Regions from separate parts of the Mus musculus genome. Here region 2 is linked to region 1. A link is a contact called in public promoter capture Hi-C data. All regions are on one chromosome and are shown on one strand. Each heading gives the region's core, a stretch centred on a gene start, on an enhancer-like site or on the middle of the called end of the contact. The rest is flanking DNA. Distances are from core to core; before and after follow the strand shown. Region 1 overlaps Atxn1 (ataxin 1). Region 2 has its middle 81 kb from the start of Stmnd1.

Evidence for each region. Promoter capture Hi-C pulls out the DNA fragments that hold promoters and counts their contacts.
Region 2: a contact with region 1 is called in a promoter capture Hi-C map of hippocampal neurons, with 2.7 times the contacts expected there. The contact joins two enhancer-like sites. A contact is called at or near these places in 1 of 39 promoter capture datasets (hippocampal neurons), 1 of 484 Hi-C or Micro-C datasets (bone marrow-derived macrophages), 3 of 115 datasets of contacts at active chromatin or transcription factors (bone marrow-derived macrophages, embryonic basal ganglia and embryonic fibroblasts) and 1 of 9 other capture datasets (embryonic stem cells).

Annotation. Positions count from the first base shown.
Region 1 is chr13:45,692,005-45,696,850 of GRCm38.p6, forward strand. All of the region lies in intron 6 of Atxn1 (ataxin 1), which reads right to left. Among named protein-coding and RNA genes, the nearest start is that of Gm34582, 170 kb to the left of the region's middle. Within about 2 kb of position 1,722, at least 84 of the 459 cell types and tissues checked have an H3K27ac peak or open chromatin away from gene starts, as enhancers often do. A contact at or near this core is called in hippocampal neurons, where this site is marked.
Region 2 is chr13:46,189,898-46,194,817 of GRCm38.p6, forward strand. No RefSeq gene overlaps it. Among named protein-coding and RNA genes, the nearest start is that of Stmnd1, 81 kb to the right of the region's middle. Within about 2 kb of position 3,429, at least 17 of the 459 cell types and tissues checked have an H3K27ac peak or open chromatin away from gene starts, as enhancers often do. A contact at or near this core is called in hippocampal neurons, where this site is marked.

The sequences.
Region 1 (4,846 bases), core at 472-2,971:
ACGAAGATCATTACTTGTACGGCATCCTGTTTCTATTTCAATTTTGGCGAGGTCAATTGTTTCAGGAACATAAGCACAAGTAGATAAAAAAGACCTTGCAAAGAAAGACCAACTTGCTTCAAAATAGGCTTCAAAGAATGCAGTTTGCTGCCTCATCTAAAGGGGTTCTGTGCTTCTGCAAACCGCTCTCAGCGAATCATGTAATATATTCACCCAGATGAAAGAAGATAAATCAGATCTTTCTATCTAAGAGTCTTCTTAGCAATAATCTACTATACAGCAAAGCATTAGATCCCTGGTCCCACAAACTTCTAGTGACAAAAGTCTGGCTCTGAGATCTCAGGTAGCCTGACTCAAAAGCAGCTAATACAAGTTTTATCTTTCAGTGTTTCACACTTCTTGGGGCACACACAAGTATGGATTGACCTTATTCCCTTGCTAGGAAGTTTAAGGCAGAGGCTCCCAGAAATACGGCTCTGAGTAATTCTGCCCAGCACCCCTCTTGGCACACCTGAGTGCCTTGGCATCTCCAACTCCAGTGGAGCGCTTCTGAGATAAGCTCCCGAGCACAGTGAACAGAGATGGCTCAGTCCTGCACGCTGGACTGAGAACTTCTCCTGATTCATAACCTTCTTTTAACAAATAGTATTCTAAAGGTCAGTTAGAAATCGTCACGGTCGGTTAGGCGGCTCCACCCCTTCCTATCCCCACTCCCCCCTGCCCCCAACACAGATATGGCAGGAGTTCACAGACTCTTCTTTGCACAGCTCTTTCCTTCTGTGAGACTGCTGGGGGGTGGAGGGAGCTGAGGAGAGCGTCTGTGCCTGCAATGGCTGGACCTGGCCAAGCAACTCAGAGAGCAACAGTTAAGACTCCTCTCAGAGAGAATGGCCTATACTCGGGTCTCCAAGAGGTTCCTTCTCCGGGTAACATACAAGGGAAGCGGCCCGAAATGAATGAAGCTACCATAAGTGAGATTTGAAGGAGGTGAGGGGAGAGATTCAAATGAGCAAGACAGGAAATCCTTGTAGAATCCTGCATGGAAAAGGACAGAGCCTCCTCACCTGTGGTCCACAGGCCAACCTGCAATTTCAAACAAGGACTAAACATGTGGAGGGAACCCCCTGTACACACACACACACACACACACACACACACACACACACAGATGATAATAAAATGTCCTCTCTCAGACCCTCTTACCTATTTCAGAATGTTTGTATGATCTAGAAATTGGTATCGCAGATGCAAACCTAAAAACTCCGACCTGACAGACACATCAGGAAACCACTTGAGTGTTCTTAGAAGAATGTGCACGTGCGGTTTTCTTACTCCTAGACCAGAATTCACACCCCTTGTCTCTGTGCTGTTTGAACAGGCAGAGTGCTGTTTGGTTTTGCCTGCTTCTTCCTAGGTGCACTCTAAATGGTATTCTAAGCAGTTATTCTGATAAAGGGCTGGAAAAACACCCAAGCTTTAGGACACCTTCATTCCTGTCATCCTCAGAAGCAGGGAAGTATGATGTGGCCTTCCAAAACTGGCTTCTGGTAGCTTTCTCTCCTCCCAAACACCACAGAGCAGAAGCTGGGCCTCATCTGAAGTAACCCATCAATTCTTTCCTCTAAGTGGTATGCCTGAGGGGGAACGCTCCCCGTGACCTTGTGCTTAGCTAACTTCCCGTGTCATGCAGCACTTCCGGCCCAGCTCCGTGCCAGGAATAAAAGGGAACGCAGATGTCAATGAAATGACGGGGCTATACGAGATAAAAAGATCGCCATCTGTAGACAGTCATGTGTAGGCTGCTCATAGACAAGAAACCACAAACCACTCAGTTGGAAAAGAGGAGGAACGGCGTGGGGTGGAATTTTGCTTTTTAAGTACCCCAAAATCCCCCAGGCTCACTAATAGTTACACTATAATATGATGGCCTTAAATGCTTTCCCTACCCACAGCAATATCACACATATCACAGACATTTAGCATCTACTCCTACACTGCAGTGAGATCAGTGGATAAGACTGTGACTCTCCAACACTTACACAAAAAGTCAAACATGGCCATGAGACACATGTGACCTTAAAACGGTGGCAGGGCACGGAGACAGGAGGACCGCTTGGGCTTGCTAAGCTGTCAGCACCCACATTGTCTAGCTTCTATTAGCCTGTAATTCCTGCTGCGGGGAACCTGATACCCCCTTCTGGCCGCTGAGAGTACTCTCACTCATGTATGCACACATATGTACAATTAAAAATAAGGACATCTTAAAGGTTGTTAGATTTACTCACGTTTGCGTGTCGACAAATATATCTGGGCATACACACACCATGTCAACGTATAGGGAGATCAGAGGACAATTTGAAGGAGTTGGGTCTCTCCTTCGATCACGTGGGGGCTGAGGGCCTGAATATATATCGTTAGAATTGTTGTGAGCCCCTTTAGCTGCTAAGCCAGTGGCTCTCAACTTTACTAAGGTGGTTCCTCAGGTTGTGGTGACCTCCAGTCATAACATTATTTTCACTGATACTTCACAACTGTAATTTTGCTACTGTCATGAATCATAATGTAAATATCTGTGCTTTCTGATGGTCTTAGGCGACTCCCGTGAAAGGGTTGGTTGACCCCCCCCCAAGGGGGCCAGGACCCACAGGTTGAGAAGTGCTGTGCTAAGCCATCTTTACATCAGAAGGCTACACTCAGCGCATTAAGCCAAAAGCACCGGAAACCTAGGTTGTAGCAAACCATTGGTTTTTAAAGGAGTTAATGAGGAAAAAGGAGGAGCTGATCTGCTCCACGGCAGAGCAATGTCTCCGTGACACTCGACACAAAAGCTACAACTGCAGAGGTCATTCACTTCCATTTCTCTTGTTGTCCATCTTGAAATGTGTCACCGTGTGTGTGTGTGTGTGTGTGTGTGTGTGTGTGTGTGTGTGTGCTGAGACCCAGGTCACATGGCCACTTGCCACATCGACTACAAAATTCAGGTCTCCTGACTCCTCCTCCTTCAGCTTTCAGTGCCTTCCCCTTCCTGTGCAAGGCTTGAAGCCTCTCAGCTCTCTGAGAGCCAGGTGGAGACACACACACCTCTGTGGGTAAAGGCCAACTGTTAGGAAGAGTGTGACAGAAGGGAGCGGCTGCTAATGAGACAGGCCTGAGTAATCAGGCTGAGGCGTTGTCGGCAGGAGCTGATGAGGCTGGACCGCTTGGCCGAAGATGCTGTGATCACTGCTCACACCTGACAACACCCACACTCATACCCGTCTGCGTGCAAATACACATTCCTTGGCGATCCCTGTTTGTCACACCCTTCTGAGGCACCGGCCTCAAGGCTCTCAGGGCATGAGGACCAAGCTGAAAATAGAAACGGAGGGTTAGAAGGGTGGGGCAAGGTTCAAGCAATTCAAGCAGTGAAAAGAAAGTCCTCGAAGCATGCCTGAGGAGGTCACTGGAGTTTCACATTTTCTTCTTCTCTGCTCACTCTGTTTACAGAGAGATTCTTCAAGTGCCTTAGAGTTGACCGTGTGGTATCTCCAATTTTACTCTTCAGGACCTTAGAGAACTTTTATATCTGAGGTCTGATATAAGCCCTTAATTGCAACAGTGTAAAAGGCAAACCCACCATAACAGTCACAAAGCTGGCCTGGACCAAAGTAACTCCTCTCATTTAAACGGAAGTTAGGTCTGAGAGTGACTTTCTGTAAGACTCATGCTTCCCAGGAAAACAGCAACTTAGAAAACATCATGATGCCAGCAAGTGACCTGCCCAGCAGTGTTTGCGGTGAAACATCCTAAAACTTAAACCCAACAGGGCCCCAGAGTTGTCCGTGAGCGTGACGAAAACTTTTATGAGAAAATAACGTATACAATTCTCCCCCCATGCTGCAGCCCTAAACCAACATGTCCGTTGCTTATTGATTAGGAGGCGTACAGCAACCCACAGATTTATAAAATAACACTTTCTTTGGTGGTGATGGGGGTGGTGAACTGCCTGGGGTCATCGATATATTTGACCTTAACAGTATGACTAAGAATAAAGGACATGGCCATGGGTTCCAGGGCAAGTCACAAACTTATAGAATCCACGGGAGCACACCCACCAGTGAAAACATGCTAAAACAGCAGCGCCTTCCATCAGCTACAATGAGGGGCAGCAAAGTATTGCATTTAAATTCAAGTGTGTTCCATAGCTGCAGTTGCTCATGGAGGCCAGTAGAGGGCACTGAATCTCCTTGGGCTGTAGTCACATAGAGTAGTGTGTTACTCTGATGTGGGTGCTGGGAACTGAACTCTGGGCCTCTGGAAGAGTAGCATGTGCCCTCAACCTCTGAGCCGTCTCTCCGGTTCCAGGAAGTTTTAAACTGAACGAGTTAATTTTGGCAACACTATTAAACCACTACGAAATAGGGATAAATATTTTAATATATATCACAAGATGGTTTTGAGAATTCTTTTGACATTAATACCCTTTTTCTCTCGGATATTTGATGTATCTATCTCAATTTTATGAAATCTTTTAGGCAATCATAAAGAGTAAGTGATAAAAGACTGAAAAGTAACTGTGATTGAGTCACCAAGAAATTCAGTGGGTAAGGAAGGGCACAGGCTACCAAGCCTGACCACTTAAACTTCAGTGAATAAGAACCTAATAACAAGCTATTCTCTGACCCCGACATTCAACCTCTCCCCCAACACAGACAGGCAGTAAGTATGATTTTTAAAAAAGACCTAGAAAGTTCAACATTTATAATATATATGTTATAAAATGTCCAGTTACATGTATACCACACACCCAGATTCTAATTGAAGTTGGCTCTTTATGTTCTGAAAGGCGAAGATATTATTACTTTTT
Region 2 (4,920 bases), core at 2,179-4,678, 500 kb after region 1:
GTGGCCTGGGGAGACAGGCGTTGCTTTTTCAGGAGGCATGCAGAGAAACAACAGCCACCTGGCATCCTTCTTGCCAGCATCTTTCACAAACAGCACACAACAGTAGTTCAGCTGAACAGCAGATGACCATAAAGCACTCAGAGCTAAGTGAGCTCTCTGAGCAGAGACAAGAACCCTGGAGGCACCTGGCAAACGTAATGGTAGAATATATTTTTTTAACTTCTTGTTTTTCCCTCTTGACTGAAATCACCCCTTCTAGTCGCATGCTTGTAGTTGATAGGGATTTAGCAGAAGAACCCAGAAGGAGAACGAGAAGGGTAAAGGTATTGCTGAGGGACTTCTTGTCCATTCTTCAAAAGATCACTGAAAGGCCAGCTAGAAGGCTCTGTGGACAAAGTGCTTGCGCACAAGCCAGTCAACCTGATTTCAGGCCCTGGAATCTACGTAAAGAAGTAGGATGTGGTGAACCCATGTGTAACCCCAGCACTCCTACAGGGAGATGGGAGATGGAGACAGAAATATGTCCTAGGAACTCCAAGGTCAGCTAACCTGGAGCAGGCAGTGAAGCAGAAACCAGAGAGGCCCTGTCTCAAAACAGGGTAGGAGGGAAAAATGACTCCAGAAATACTTCCTTTCATATTCATACACAAGGTCACAGCACACACATGTCTTCACTCAGACACATACAATAATAATGATAATAATTTAGTTTAAGTTTAAAATGGGTGGCTGAAGCAGGAACCAGGGATTCCATATCCCAGCATAAAGACCCAGGAGTGTGTGTCTTACTGTCCTGTAGGAGGCTCTGTATTTTGGGTCCTTGGATGTTCCTCAGACTCACCTCTGATCACCCAAGCTCAGATTGCCAATGTTTTTCAGAGGGACTTGGACTTTCCTGGTGTCCATGACTCAGCGAGTTCTCCGTTCCCTTGGAAGACTTCTCTGGTTCCTGTGGTCTGAGTGCGGCCAAAGCTCTGGGTTCTTCCATACTTCCTCTCCATCTCCTGTTTCCTTCTCCTTCCTTTTCTTTCTTTCTGCCTCCCTTCTTCCTTTCCTCCTTCATCTCATCCTTCCCTCCTTCCTAATACTACATCCTTGAGCAAGCACGGATTTAAGTGGGAACTTAGTTCCAACTTAGTTGTCTTAGACACCAGAGACCCAATAGTAGACAGTACCCATGGAGAGTCCATGGGAAGATATTTGGAACTCTAAAGGCACCTTGAATCACAAACAACATAATTTTGATGATAAAATATCTGTGATGAAAATGAAGTGGATTGCATCACCATCCAGGAGAACCAGTTCCTTTGCATATGGAAGAGAAGAGAAACTCTCTGGGGTGATGGTTGTTAAGCTGAGATCATAGCAACCTAAAGAAACAACAAACGGAAAGACGTAGCAGATGAGCAATAGCAGCATTTGCAAAGGCTCTAAGAGGGGCTCTTGGGTGTTTTGTGAGCAGAAACAAGGTCGTGGTCCTCAAGTGGATGATGTCAGTAAACTTAAGGTAAAGTAAAAGAGGGGGGCAGGCATCTGGTCTCAAGCACTGGGATTTACACACATGAGCCACCATGTCTTGCTTCTATAGGTCCTGGGGATCCGAACCTAGATTGCCTTTCTTGCATGCAAGCAGTTTACCTATCAGTAGCATCTTCCTGCCACTAACAGTTCACAGTCATCCCATTGGAATGAGAGTCGTCTGTGATTCCTGTATCACCTTCCCAGCTGCATTCAGTTTCTCTTTTCCTTTCTCAGGCCAGCTGAACTTCTGTTTCCCACTGCCTCCCACTGCTCTTTAGAGTCAATCCCTTGGTATCCATGAAGGATTCCTTCCCGAATTCCTGAAGATGCCAAAATCCACACACTCTCAAGTTCCTTCCCTAAAACTGCATACTATTTACCTAAGCAACTACACACCCCTCCCATGAACATTAACACACCTCTGCATTCTAGGCATGCCCAATACCTTGCAATCTTGTGTAAATAGTTATTATGGCTTAGGGAATAATAACAAGGGCATAAAATGTCTGTGCATCTTCAGTGTTTTCTTCTTCTGGTAAATTCTCCAAGCAAAGTTGATTAAATCTAAGTTTGTGGAGCCCATGGGTAGAAATGGCCAGCTCTTAATAGTCTCCTAACTTATCCATGGTCTCTGCATGTCACCCAGGTAGTCTCTTTCAAAAATAGTGACGTGATGCTGGTAACAATGACTGAGTGGGTAAGTGACCATATGAGTCTGAGGCAGATACACACATGTCCTTTCTAGGTAGCATCGGCCTTCTTGACCACTGAGTATTGTCAATAAGTCTCTGTGCTTAGAAAATAAATCTAAAGTCATTGAACTTTCTCATGTCTTTCTGCATATGTCCCTTTATTTTCCTAACAAGCCCTTTTGTCTGTAATCACTTCTTGGTTCTGGTACATTCTCTACCTTTCTCATCTCTCTGTCTTCTCATGTTCTTTCTTCTGTTTACACTGCTCCATTCCCTGGGCAGAATGTTCTTTTAAACCTCAGCGCAAAGGAATCCTTTCTGTAGGCCTAAGTGGCCCATTGTCGGTCCATTTTCACTCAGGACTCTGAACTTCATATCATCAGCACTTCTTGTTTGGGTCATGAATAGTTGGGTCCCCATGAGCCTTTCAAGAGTGGAAATGAATTCTTTACTTCCAATGCCTGATACCATATCTAGCATAAAGTGCATAAAAAGTATCTATAAAATAGATCAACCATGTGCTCTCTTGTCCCTCCCTCCCTTTCTTCGTCCCTCCCTCCCTCCCTTTCTCCATTTTCTATTTATTTTGCTAGCCAACTTCATATTGCAAGCATATAACAAAACAATAAATACAATGATGTGAAATTGCAAGCCCATGCTGCTTCATGGTCCCCGTGGGTTCTTCCTCTATCGCAGCTTTAAATGAAGGGAGGAGCTGCTCATGCCAAGCTATCTCGGCACAGTAGCTATGTCTGAGATCTAAACTGCATTTAGGCCAAAGGGTTTCACTTTTCCAGTCTTCTACCAGCACGGCTGAAACAGAAACGTATACACATTGCTTTGAATATAGGTTGTTCCCTCTTTGTTCAGGGAGTGCTGATGCACTTTAAAATGAGTTAACGATAATTCCTCTTAGCTTAGAATCAAACTGAATAGCTATGCCATAGAAAGATGCTAGTGGGTTTGAACCCTTTGGTTTTACCAGCACAGAAAATATGCTAACAGGAAAATGTTCTTCTTGGTGTGTCTGTGCTTGGAAGCTTAGCCAGAGTCAGTAATATCTATGAGGAAGATGTTGGCCTGGGACAGAAACTTGCCCACCACCATCCTAAAAGCAGAACACAGACTGAAGGCAGCTGCCAGGCTGAGCACTGAGCTCTGTTGTATAACTCCACTGCCAACCAAGCACACAGAACAGCTTTGTCCCCACACATACTCTGTGCAGCTCACTTGGATTACTCATCTATGCCCATCTTTGCCCAGACAGCAGAGAGACAGCTACCTGAGAGCTGTTGCTATATGGTAAAATGCAAGGTGCCCAGCTTCTGGGTTCTGGGCCATGCCAATCCCTTACCTACCAGTTTTTATTTTGTCATTTGGAAAAATCAGGGCATTCAAGTGGAGGAGAGGCGGCTTTATAAGTTCAGGAGAACTAAAGACGGCTGACAAGAGGGCGTGGTGCCTGTCAGAGAAGGCTGCACAGAAGCAGTAGGCTATAAGCAGTACCTGAAAGAATACACAGGGTTGCAAAAGAAGAGCTGTAGGGGTGGGTGTGGGTGGGGGAGGAAGCACCAAAACGGGTTATTAATGTGCAGATGAAGGAGGAAGGAAAGAGAGTAAGCCGACTGGATAGGAGAGCAGAGTCCCATCAGACCTACAGCTTAAATCTTTTGTCACCTAGCACAGAGCCTGCTCCTACTACAGCCGGGGGACCTAAGAAGAGAAAAAACGACAAATTTCACGTCTCCAAAGACTACCATAATCAGTGAGGAAACCTTACTTGTACACAAAGCCAAAGCGTTGTCAAGTATGCCGTGGCCAGAGCCAGTGTGTGCCTGAAGCTCTCACTTCATGTCACCAGCCTTATTAGTTGAGGTACCAGATGCCAGCGTAGATACCACGGAGCTGTGCAGACCCGTGGCACTGCGTTACCAGGGCCTTTCTGTGCATACCTTCTTGAGGGAAAGAATTTGATCAACAGACACAATTTAAGTACAAGTTTGTCAAAGCACAGCATCTCTAGGGAGAGGTGAAAGGAGGCTGTCCCCAGAGAGGGTAGCAGCACAGGGGGGTCTGTGCCATTGATTTAATTTTATATATTTATGAGTGGTTATCTTTATTTGTGTGGGTTTGTGCAAATGCAGATGAGTAGTTTGGGGAGGCTAAGTGTGTGTGAAGATTCATTCACTGGCCAGAGGTCAACTTTAGTTGCTGGGCCTTCAGCCCCCGCCATGCTGGGTTTTCAGATGGTCACTCACTTGGACCTGTGACTCCTTGCTGTGACTCCTAGACTGACTGGCTTACAAGCCCCAGAGCCTTTCCTGCCATGACCTGCCCAGCACTGGGAGTATAACAATATAACACCACATCTGGATTTTTATTTAGTTGCTGGGACACAAACTCCAGTCCTCATGCTTAGGAGGCAAGGACTCTACTGACAGCGCTATGTCCCAAGTCCACGTGTCAGTGTTTTATTAAAATTTGTAATGAAGGTTGTGAGGTGAGAAGCTTCTTCCTGCGACTGGATGGCTCTTTTTCCTTCCTAAGTTAAGATTGATCGTATCTTTAGAATATTTCTTCCAGCTGTTCTCTAGAAAATCCCACATGGGCAGCAGGGCCATGGGAGGCACCTAGACATCAATCTAAGTGCTATTGTTATTGTATCCAAGTCAGGGTCTTCGGAGTATTCGGATCCTTTGCTAATACA